Linked DNA regions of Sus scrofa: region 1 is linked to region 2. The links are chromatin contacts, called in public HiChIP or PLAC-seq maps. All regions are on one chromosome and are shown on one strand. Each heading gives the region's core, a stretch centred on a gene start, on an enhancer-like site or on the middle of the called end of the contact. The rest is flanking DNA. Distances are from core to core; before and after follow the strand shown. Region 1 holds the start of INIP (INTS3 and NABP interacting protein). Region 2 holds the start of HSDL2 (hydroxysteroid dehydrogenase like 2).

Region 1 (5,225 bases), core at 2,073-4,572, 270 kb after region 2:
TGAAAAGACCAACAATGCTATATATGGAGCAACCAAAATCCTCACACATGCTAGAAGGATTTGCAACCACTTTGGGGAAAGATTTGGCAGTTTTTCACAAAGTTAACTATAAACTCAGCTGCTCCATTCCTAGATATTTATGCAAATATCTGCAAAAAGACTTACAAATGAATATTCATTTATTCACAATGGCCAAAACTGATATAACCCCAAACCTTCCAAAAAGGAGGATATAAATAAGTAAATTGTGGTAAATTCATAAAATGGAATACTAGTCTCCAATAAAAAGCTATGTTTGTGGGGTTTTTTGGCTTCACTTGCAGCATATAGAAGTTCCCAGGCCAGGGATGGAACCCATGCCACAACAGTGACAATTCCAGATCCTTAACCCACTGGGCCACCAGGTAACTCCAAGAATGACCTACTGATACACAGTACAACATGGATTCTTCTCACAGACAGTACAGTGAGTATGAGAAGCTGGATACAAATACACACTATGATTCCATTTATATGAAGCTTAAGATAAAACAAAACTAAGATTAATTTAAAAACACGATGGGTCAAATAGTTTTTTTGTTTGTTTTTGGCTGTGCCTATAGAATACAAAAGCTTCTGGGTCAGGGATTGAACCCGTGCCATAGCAGTGACTCAAGCGCTGCAGTGACAATGCTCAATCCTTAACCCAATGCACCACAAAAAACTCCAATTTACCTTTCCCTTGATAACGTTCTCTGAATCCTGGGCCAAAAGGGAATTCCCAAATAAGAGTTTAGACTTGATACAAAAAGGAAAGACAAGTTTGCTTCAAGTTTCTAAGCAGCAAACAACTTACAAAGTGGAATTTAATACTTTCTAGAGATGTAATTTTACTTTTTAAAACTGTTTTTAAATAAAAACGTCTTATTTAGAATATTTCTAATCTTATTTTATTTATTTATTTATTTTTTTGCTTTTTAGGGCTGCACCCGTGGCATATGGAGGTTCCCAGGCTAGGGGTCTAATGGGAGCTACAGCTGCCAGCCTACACCACTGCCACACCAGATCCAAGCCACGTCTGCAACCTACACCACAGCTCACAGCAACTCTGGATCCTTAACCCACTGAGCGAGGCCAGGGATCGAACCCAAAACCTCATGGTTCCCAGTCAGATTTGTTTCCGCTGTACCAGATGGGAACTCCTAATTTGATTTACTTTGGAGAGCTCTTAACATAGATGAAATGTGTATGAAAGTTTTTAGAGCAAATGAAGATGAAGGCATGGATATTGCCTAGTGGTAACTTCTTGAAAAAGGGTTCTGGAGTTCCCATCGTGGCGCAGTGGTTAACGAATCCGACTAGGAACCATGAGGTTGCGGGTTCGGTCCCTGCCCTTGCTCAGTGGGTTACCGATCCGGCGTTACCGTGAGCTGTGGTGTAGGTTGCAGACTCGGCTCGGATCCCTTGTTGCTGTGGCTCTGGCGTAGGCCGGTGGCTACAGCTCCGATTCGACCCCTAGCCTGGGAAACCTCCACATGCCGCAGAGGCGGCCCAAAAAATAGCAAAAAAAAAAAAAAGAAAAGAAAAAGGGTTCTGAGAGTTCCCGTTGTAGCTCAGCAATAATGAACCCAACTAATATCTATGAGACTGCATGTTCCATCCCTGGGCTCGTTCTGTGGGTTAAGGATCCAGCATTGCTGTGGCTGTGGCGTAGGTCGGCAGCTATAGCTCTGATTCAGCCCCCAGCCTGGGAACTTCCAAAGGCCTTGGGTGCAGCCCTAAAAAGACAGGGGGAAAAAAATGGAGGGGGGGGGGGTTCTGATCTCAAGTAAAAGAGCAAGAAAACACAGATGTCAGAGGAGGACCTAGGTTTACAAAATGTGAATGATCTTAACCAGATTAAAAGGTAAGATTTATAGCTATTAAGGATGTTATATATTGGACTTGCTTGGTTGGACTTGCTTCAAATATGGGGGTTTTACTTTGCTATTCATTTTTTATTCTGGCTTCAGCATGCTAAGTTTTCTATCAAAATACTTTACTACACGGGGAAAAAAGTTCCTAGGAATAAATTCCAGGACGCATTTACCTTGACCTGAAGAGTTTGCTGCCATCTTCCTATTCTGTTTCAACTATGTTCAGTGGCAATGGGTCAGCACTTTACAATCACCTATAAGAAATGTGTACACACATATCTTCATCTCTTCGGAAGCATACATCTGAAAGGCACACAGACTTAAATCAAGCCCCTCAAGTTATTAGAGCATGAAGGTTAAATGTTTATTCTTGCAGATGTTGACACCAACATTTAGCATTAGTCTTTAATTACATAATTAGGCTGTGCTTGTCAAATACTACCAAATGTATTAACTAATTGAGAGCATCAATATGATCACAGAGATGGGAAGAAAAATCACGCATCTAGGATGCCTCTCCAGCCACTTAAAAAACCGTACCTAGCAACTACTGACAGCTAAAAATAAAACGAGTCGAATATTTATCGAGTACATATTCTGCACCATACACTGTGTAAGATGAGTGAAATCAGTTATTTCATTTATCACCACTTTATAGATGGGGAAATCGTGCCTAAGGTCACAAAGCTAGTGAGAATACTTTGGGCTGTTGAGTTTCCAAACTTTGTGTTTTTGTATCGGGCCTTGGAGAGAACTCAAAAGAGCAAGACCCTAATTCCTGCCCTCAAGAAACATATAATTCGGTGGGAAAACAACCATACTAACGAAGTTTAACAAACGCGCTCTTGTAAACAGCGCTCTGCAAGCGCAGAGGCACTGATTCTCCCGGCTTGGCGAAGGATGCCCTCAGGGGTCTTTGGGAAAATCCAAGCGCTAGCAAACATTTTTTTCGTTTTGAACGAAATAATACTAAGTGTCTCCTGCGGCGAAGGAACACAGGGCGAGCGAAGCCTGATTTGAACGGGAAGGACAAGAGGGCCATCTTCGTCAAGCAGAGATGGGACCGGGCTGGACCTGCGTCTCAAAAGGGTGCCCTGGGGCGTGGTGGAGGGCAGGCCGGGCAGGAGCTGCGGCAGAGACCAAAGAGCGGAGAAGGAGTGAGAAACGCTGGGAGTGAGAAATGCTGGGAGCAGGGTTGGCGGAGGCCACTGCCCGGTGGCAAGGGACGGCTGCAGCGGGTCAGCGCCGGGGCCACGTGCTCTGCTCCCCCGGCGCCGCCAGATGGTCCTACTTACCGGGAGGCGAGAGAGCCCCGGGCTGCCTCAGTCGGGGTGCGTTCTCCAAGGGGACGCGACTTGAAGAACCGCAAACAGAGCTCAACGTGCCGTTCTACAACCTTCCCGCCCCCGCTGCGCTTCCGCCTCTCGATGACTTACCGGGGAGGGAGCGGAAGTTCCGCCTCCCGGCTGAACCCGGGGGCCGCTGCTCACTGCGATTCGTACTCTAACTGCCGCCTCCTGCAGACGCCACTTCCCTTCCAAGAGTGGCAGGTGGAGAGGCTCTTGGAACACGCAGGCCGCACCAGCGGGGGCGGGGCCGGCCGGGGCGGGGCCCGAGCGGGGCGGGGCGCAGGGACGCCTCCTACGGGCTCCGCTGGGCAGGGGCGGGGCAGAGACCGCCGGGTCCCTAGCACCGCGAGCGGCCCATTCATCTGGGAGCGGCGGGGGCGAAAAGCCACCCAGCACTAAAGGCCTAGCTCCCCTTGGGATTCGGAGAGCAAGTCTTCATAGGCTAGACTCGCTTCCCAGCTTTAACAACCTTCTCAGGTTGAGCGTCTATATACGCAAATCCCAGGCATATTTTTCTTTTGTAGTTTACATAATTATACATGAGAAAAGCAATAAACTTGTGGAAACTTTTACTACTGTGCAATAGTCTGTATTTAAGAAATGGGTATGCCACATCTCAGAACACGAAGTCGTTCCTAGTGGGATCACCTGTCGGCCTGATTCCAGCACAATAGATATACTTCTCTGCATTGAATAGTAACCTCGTGTGGATGTGTGTCACCTGTTCTGGGTCGTTAACCATCTTAACATCGCCATCTTTTCTAGAATTTGAGCATATGTTCTTAATAACTGATGTTTGCTTAATAATATGTTTATGGTGCCCAATTTTGTTGTGCATGGATCCATGACTGAAATTTGAACTACCAAGCATTTATTAAGTGCCTGTGCATGCTAGGTGCTTCCTGGGCATCAGCTCTGGTCCTGTCACTCCCTGATTTATGTATGACTTACATTCACTCCTATATTTATATGTGATTTATTTATATATTTCTTTCTTTATTACTTATACATCAGACTCAGAAATGTTCAGTTACTTTATGTCAAGTAGCTAGCTGAATTTCAATGACTAAAGGTCTGTCATATGGGAAAGCCCCGGTTCTTAAATCTCACACATTGTCTCTGCTCTGCAGGAAGGAACTCCTCTGAGACCAGATCCGAGAGCTCAGTAGTCTGCTGACTTCTTTAATCTAGATGTAAAATGAGCATTTTGGTAGTTGGCCGGGACCCCTTTTCAGCTAAGAGAACTTTTTGAGATCTGGACTGGCTAAAATGATGACTGGAACATATGTTGCTGACAGAACGTTAAGAGAATTTTTTGTTTTTATGTTGTCAATACAGAAATTAGGGCATAAGAAAACTCCAGTCTAAGTCCCAAGAATTGAACAGTTCAGAACAGACATTCTGAACAAATTTCTTTAAGGTGAAAAAAAGAGTTCTACCCCCCAGAACACCATTTTGTAATTTCATAATAGATTCAGCCTCACAGGATTCGGAAAACATTATCAAGAGAAAGGTAAATTGGAGTTCCTTGGTGGGGCAGTGGGTTAAGGATCTAGCACTGTCACTGCTCTAGTTTGAGTTGCTGCTGTGGTGCATGGGTTTGACCCCTGGCCCAGGAACTTCTGCATGTTGCTGGCAAGGCCAAAGAGAGAGAGAGAGGGAGAGAAAGGTAAGCTTACCTTGCTGCTGATTATTTTTTTCCTTTATTTGGTAACTATCAGTCCTTGAACCCTTTCATCTTCTTGAGTGTTTTTTGCATTTCAGTCTCACAAGTATCTTAATATATTGGTTAATAGTGAGTCAATTGCTGGAGTTCCCATTGTGGCTCTGCAAAAATGAACCTGACTAGTATCCATGAAGACACTGGCTTGATCCCTGGCCTTGTTCAGTGGGTTAAGGATCTGAGATTACTGTGAGCTGTGGGGTATGTAGGTCGAAGATGTGGCTCGGATCCTGTGTTGCTGTGGCTGTGGTGTAGGTC
Region 2 (5,223 bases), core at 2,568-5,067:
TGTATGTTGTCAGAAGCAACTGCAATACCCTCAAAACCCTAAGGATTTCCCCATTTAATCTTCTGAACCAGAGAGAAGCCTAGAATATTTTAAAAGGCAAGTTGAAAAATCACAATGGCAAATTACAACACACAAATGGGTGTTTTCCAAATGGTTAGGTTATGATCCATTAATGAGTCATTGAAATAACTTTTAGGTTATATATAATCAACTTAAAAAAACAGGGTAGGAGTTCCCACTGTGGCACAACAGACTAGGTAGTGTCTTGGGAGCACTGGGACGCAGGTTTGATCCCTGGTCCAGCACAATGGTTTAAGGATCCAGCACTGCTGCAGCTGCATCTTAGGTCACAACTGCAACTCAGCTCTGATCCCTGGCCCAGGAACTCCACTTGCTGTGGGGTAGCCAAAAAACAACCAGCAAACCAAAAAAACAGAGTAGTATATGATAGATTCAAATAAAATAGAATAGAAAACTGTGTGTGTACTAGGTCTGGATGAAAAATTTACTTATGTGGATTGTGTCAACAAACTTTAATGTTACTGCAATAAAAGCCCTCAGAAAATGTAGGAGTTTCGGTCATGGCTCAGGAGTTATCAAATCTGACTGGCATCCATGAAGACTTGGGTTTGATCCCTGGCCTTGCTCAGTGGGTTATGGATCTGGTGTTGCCATGAGCTGTGTCATAGGTCACAAACACGGCTCGGATCTGGTGTTACTGTGGCTGTGGTGTAGGCCGGCAGCTGCAGCTCCAGTTGGACCCCTAGCCTGGGAATCTCCATATGCTGCAGGTGCAGCCCTAAAAAGACAAAAAGACCAAAAAAAAAAAAAAAAGAAAGAAAGAAAGAAAGAAAGAAAGAAAGAAAGAAAAGATATTCTTGTGCAAGATCAGGGTTAGAGTCTTTATTTGCTAATTTAAGATTACACTTATTTTCAATGTCATATCCTTTGCTATTTCAATTTAAGTTGGCATTTTCAACCTATGTATTTGAAAACTATTTTTTTATAGAATTAAACTTTAGCAGTCATAAACAAGTGAAGATAAGTTTGACTATTTTATAACTTAAAAGTAATATAAATGAGATTATCACATTGTTCTAATGATTCAAAGTATTAAAAAATTTGCACAACTGGAGGAGTTCCCGTTGTGGCTCAGTGGTTAACAAATCCAACTAAGAACCATTAGGTTGCAGGTTCAATCCCTGGCCTTGCTCAGTGGGTTAAGGATCCAGTGTTGCCGTGAGCTATGGTGTAGGTTGTAGACGCAGCTTAGATCCCGAGTTGCTGTGGCTCTGGCGTAGGCCGATGGCTACAGCTCCGATTGGACCCCTAGCCTGGGAACCTCTATGTGCCTCGGGAACAGCCTAAGAAATGGCAAAAAGACAAAAAAACAAAACAAAACCCCAAAAAACCAAAAAAACGAAAACAAAAACGCACAACCTAAAAGTTAAGAGTTAAGTTTTATTTGGGGCAAAATGAAGGCTATAGCCCAGGAGGCAGCATTTCAGATAGCTCTGAAACATCCAGAGAGGCAGGGGGAAATGTCAGTATGTATGTGATTCTGGTGAAGGGGAAGGGACATGCAATGAATGAAGCACACACATTTTTACAGAAGACCGCTGCCAGTCTTGTGAAGGTTACTGCTAGTCAGGAGGAGCAGACATCACCAGGATGGATTTTAGTGCTTTTCTAGAATCAGGAGATGCAAGAATTGGGCTCATAAAATCTCCTGAACAGTCTAACCTGTTCTGCCAGTTTTCCCAGAGCACCGAGTGCCTTGTTCCTGATCTCCACCCTGAACTCCTTTCAGCAGGTCTTGAGGGACAGCTGCTGTAGTGGTTCATGATTCAATCTGCATAAAGGCAGATGCCAAGTGCCAGTCTCCAGTTCACAAAGGTATTCTTTCAAGGAATTTAAAATTTATACCTCCTCTTAATTCCCCTATACGAGAATCCTATAAAGAACCTCATGCTATTTTTGCCCTAATCCAAAACACACACACAACACATATAGGTATCTCGCTCTCACAATATTGTTAATAAATTAACCTTTCTCGTGTTACATGATTTTGAATTTTAAAATATCAGTGCCATCTAGTGGTTATTCTCGACATGTTTCATTTATTTTGGATATCTTCCAATGAGTGGAACTTCTCTTTTTTTAGGTAGATATCCAGTGGACGGTAACCAGGTTTAACTTTTGGGGCACCTGCGAAACTGTTTTCCAAAGTGGCCATGCCATTTTACATTCCCACTAGCAATGAATGAGTGCCCCAATTTCACTACATGTTGGTCAATACTTAGTATTTTCCATCTTTTCTAGCTATCCTAGTGGGTGTAAAATTTCACCATGGTTTGGATTTGTATTTCCCTAGTAACTAATGCTGTTGGGCATCTTTTCATGTGACTTCTGGCTTTTGGTATATCTTCTTTGTTGAAATGTCTATTGAGGTCCTCTGCTCATGTTTAACTTGGGGGTTGTTCCTCTTTTTGTTGCTGCGTTGTAAGCATTCTTCATACATTTTGGATACTAGACCTTATAAGACATATATGGCTTGCAAGTATATATATATATTTTCCATTCTGTAGGTGGTCTTCATTTTCTTTAAGGAGTGGAAGGTTTTTTCATCTAACAGTCCCTACCAATGCACTTTCTAAAACACCTAATATTTACAGGTCTAAAAAACATTGGTTACTCATTCCTCCTACATAGGCCGAGGCCTTACCTTTTTTGCCCTGCTGTATCTCCAGTGACCAGCACACAGTAGGTGCTAATATTTGAGTAAGTAAATTCCTCCGGAGTTTCTAAGGACCTTATCATACATGACAAATTCAAATGCCTATGAGACTGGCAAGATACATAAATGAGCAAATAGAGATATTTAGGGCTTGTAATAAAAGGGATAGTACATATCCTAGCTTCAGACTAGTTTCTTTAACCAGTCTTCATAAAACAACCTCGTCATCCTGCTCTACCTCTTCAAAAACAGAATTTCTTCACATCTCCCTAAAAATATTATGCCAGTCTTTAGTTCATTAGGGTTGCTGAGCTATGTCCAAGGATACCAAAAGCAATACTGGCTCCCAGAATTCACTTTATCCCACCGAATTTGGGAATTTCCTCACCGAGATACTGGCTAAGAGTCGCAAAATCCAGGTTAACTCTGAGTTCTTCGGCACGATTAGTGTGTATAGAGGTCTGATCCAGAAGCTGCCCTTCTCCAAGGGCTTTCTTTATCTATCTATCGGCCTACCGGCGTTAGTCCAAATTCGGTGGCAGAGTTGAACTGCGACGCTGGCCGGCTTCTGGGAGAAGGTGCTTATCTGCCGAGGAAAAGCAATTCCTAAGAAGTGCCTCTGAAGGCGCGCGTGCAGCCGGGCAGGCGCCCAGGTGCCATTGTGGAGAGAGAGCCAAAAATCCGCTGAGAAGCTGCACCTCAGCCCTCCAGGTCCCTGCTGCACGACTCAAAGGGTCATCCCGCCGGCAAAGGCACTCAGCACAGGGGCGAGAAACCGTTCACAGCCCTGGGGAGGGCGTACTGAGCGGCTGACGCACCACTACTCCAGACGCGGGGTAGGCACCGATTGTCCCCGTAGAGCCCCGCACGCGGGGTGGGGCAGAGTTGTCTCTCAGAGCGCTTGCGCACAGAGCCGGTTTCCAGGGGCCAGGCGGGGGGAGCTGGAAATTAGCGCCAAAGAGGACAACTGCGTGCGCAGGCGCACTCAGCCCCCTTCCGCTCTTTGGAGCACTCAATTCTCCCGCAGGCCTTGGGGCGGGGCCCTAGGGGGCGGGGATGGAGCGGGGCTAAATGCGGAGCAGAAAGTCAGCTTCTATTTGCAGTATTCCTTCCTGTGGCGGTTGTTGCCACCGACTCTGGTCCGCGGAAGTTATGTTGCCCAACACCGGGTAAGAGGATGCGAGCGCCACGGGGAAGGGACCAGGCCGGGCGGAGTGCGGGGCTAGGTGGAGCCGGAGTAGATGGCTTGGGTGGCCCGACCCCCGCGGTGGGAGGATTAAAGCAGCTGCCCGGCGCGGTCTGGAACGCTGCCCCACGCTGGCCGCGGGATTCTTCGACTCTGCGGTAACTCATGAAAAGTAACGCAAAGTTGACTACTTCGGGATGACAGCCATGTTAAAACCTCTTCCACAGGTAAAGAATTCTGAGCGAGGTACCCCGCCGCCCCAAGAGCGCGTCCCACCTTCGGCTTAGCAATAGCTGTCTTGCAATAGCGGCCTTGCTGCAGGCCTTTGAGTTCTAGGTGAAAGGTCACAGGGACACCTAATGATTCTCCTCTTGTTCCGAACGCTCAGTTCTGGAAGAATAAAAGGATGAGGTGTTTACACAGAGACTTTACTAACAAATTAAACTAATCTTAAAGTATGGGTATCTTTCGAGAGAACTTTTTCTTTTGGCCAGGCCCAAGGCATGTGGAAGTTCCCAGGCCAGGGATGGGACCCAGGCCATGGCAGTGACAACCTGGATCTTAAACCCACTGCACCACCAGGAATCAATCTGTTCTTTTAAGGCTTTTGTGTTTTTGTGACAAAGCTGTAAGCTGTTGTCATCTTAAATTGTTTTGTTTTTTAACTTGTAAATATTCTAGTATTTTTGTATGATTTTTTTTTCCATTCAGATTTTTATTTTCCTGAAATGATGTACTGTTTTGCATAATATTTTGGCATAGGAAGTGAGTTAGAAAACTCACTGTTTATTCATTTTTTTATTCTGTTACTTTGGACTGTATTCATGTTACCAGTACCAAACTACATTAACTGCTCTAGTTTTATAAAATATTTTAGATCTTGGAAAATCCTGCCACATTTGGATTTTTTTTTTCAGAATATTCCTGGTTATTCTTTGATGTTTATTTTTTTAAATGAACTTTTAAATGAACTTTTTGTGATTGCTTTTCTGTCTTAAAAATAAAAGTTTCATCACATTTACCAGAATTTTGAGGTACCAGAGAATTTTGGAGAATTGTAGTGTAGGTTAAGTTTTAGTCATCCTCCAGTGGTACTGATGAATTTGGAAACTTTTTTTCTTGAGATGGAGGGGTTTTAGTAGTTGAGATCCAGTCTTCAGGTTAAGAGGAAAGCTGCCTTTGCCTTTCTTTCTGCCAATGCCTGAGACTTTGAGCATGAACATGTTCTTTATCCTACTGGGAATCAGTCCAACTAGACCAAAGGCAAAGAGGCCTTTTTTTTTTTTTTTTTTCCTTAAAA

The links. HiChIP or PLAC-seq counts read pairs in DNA pulled down with a chosen protein or histone mark.
Region 1: an H3K27ac HiChIP or PLAC-seq map of skeletal muscle shows a contact between it and region 2, with 2.8 times the contacts expected there. The contact joins the promoter of INIP here to the promoter of HSDL2 in region 2. A contact is called at or near these places in 2 of 5 promoter capture datasets (fetal skeletal muscle and liver) and 1 of 2 datasets of contacts at active chromatin or transcription factors (skeletal muscle).

What each region holds. Positions count from the first base shown.
Region 1 is chr1:253,390,529-253,395,753 of Sscrofa11.1, forward strand. It overlaps INIP (INTS3 and NABP interacting protein), which reads right to left and starts at 3,323. Exons shown (of 5, transcript NM_001244886.1): 1 at 3,191-3,323; 2 at 2,069-2,149. The coding sequence starts at 2,093.
Region 2 is chr1:253,120,655-253,125,877 of Sscrofa11.1, forward strand. HSDL2 (hydroxysteroid dehydrogenase like 2) reads left to right here and starts at 3,818. Exons shown (of 11, transcript NM_001197021.2): 1 at 3,818-3,906. The coding sequence starts at 3,890.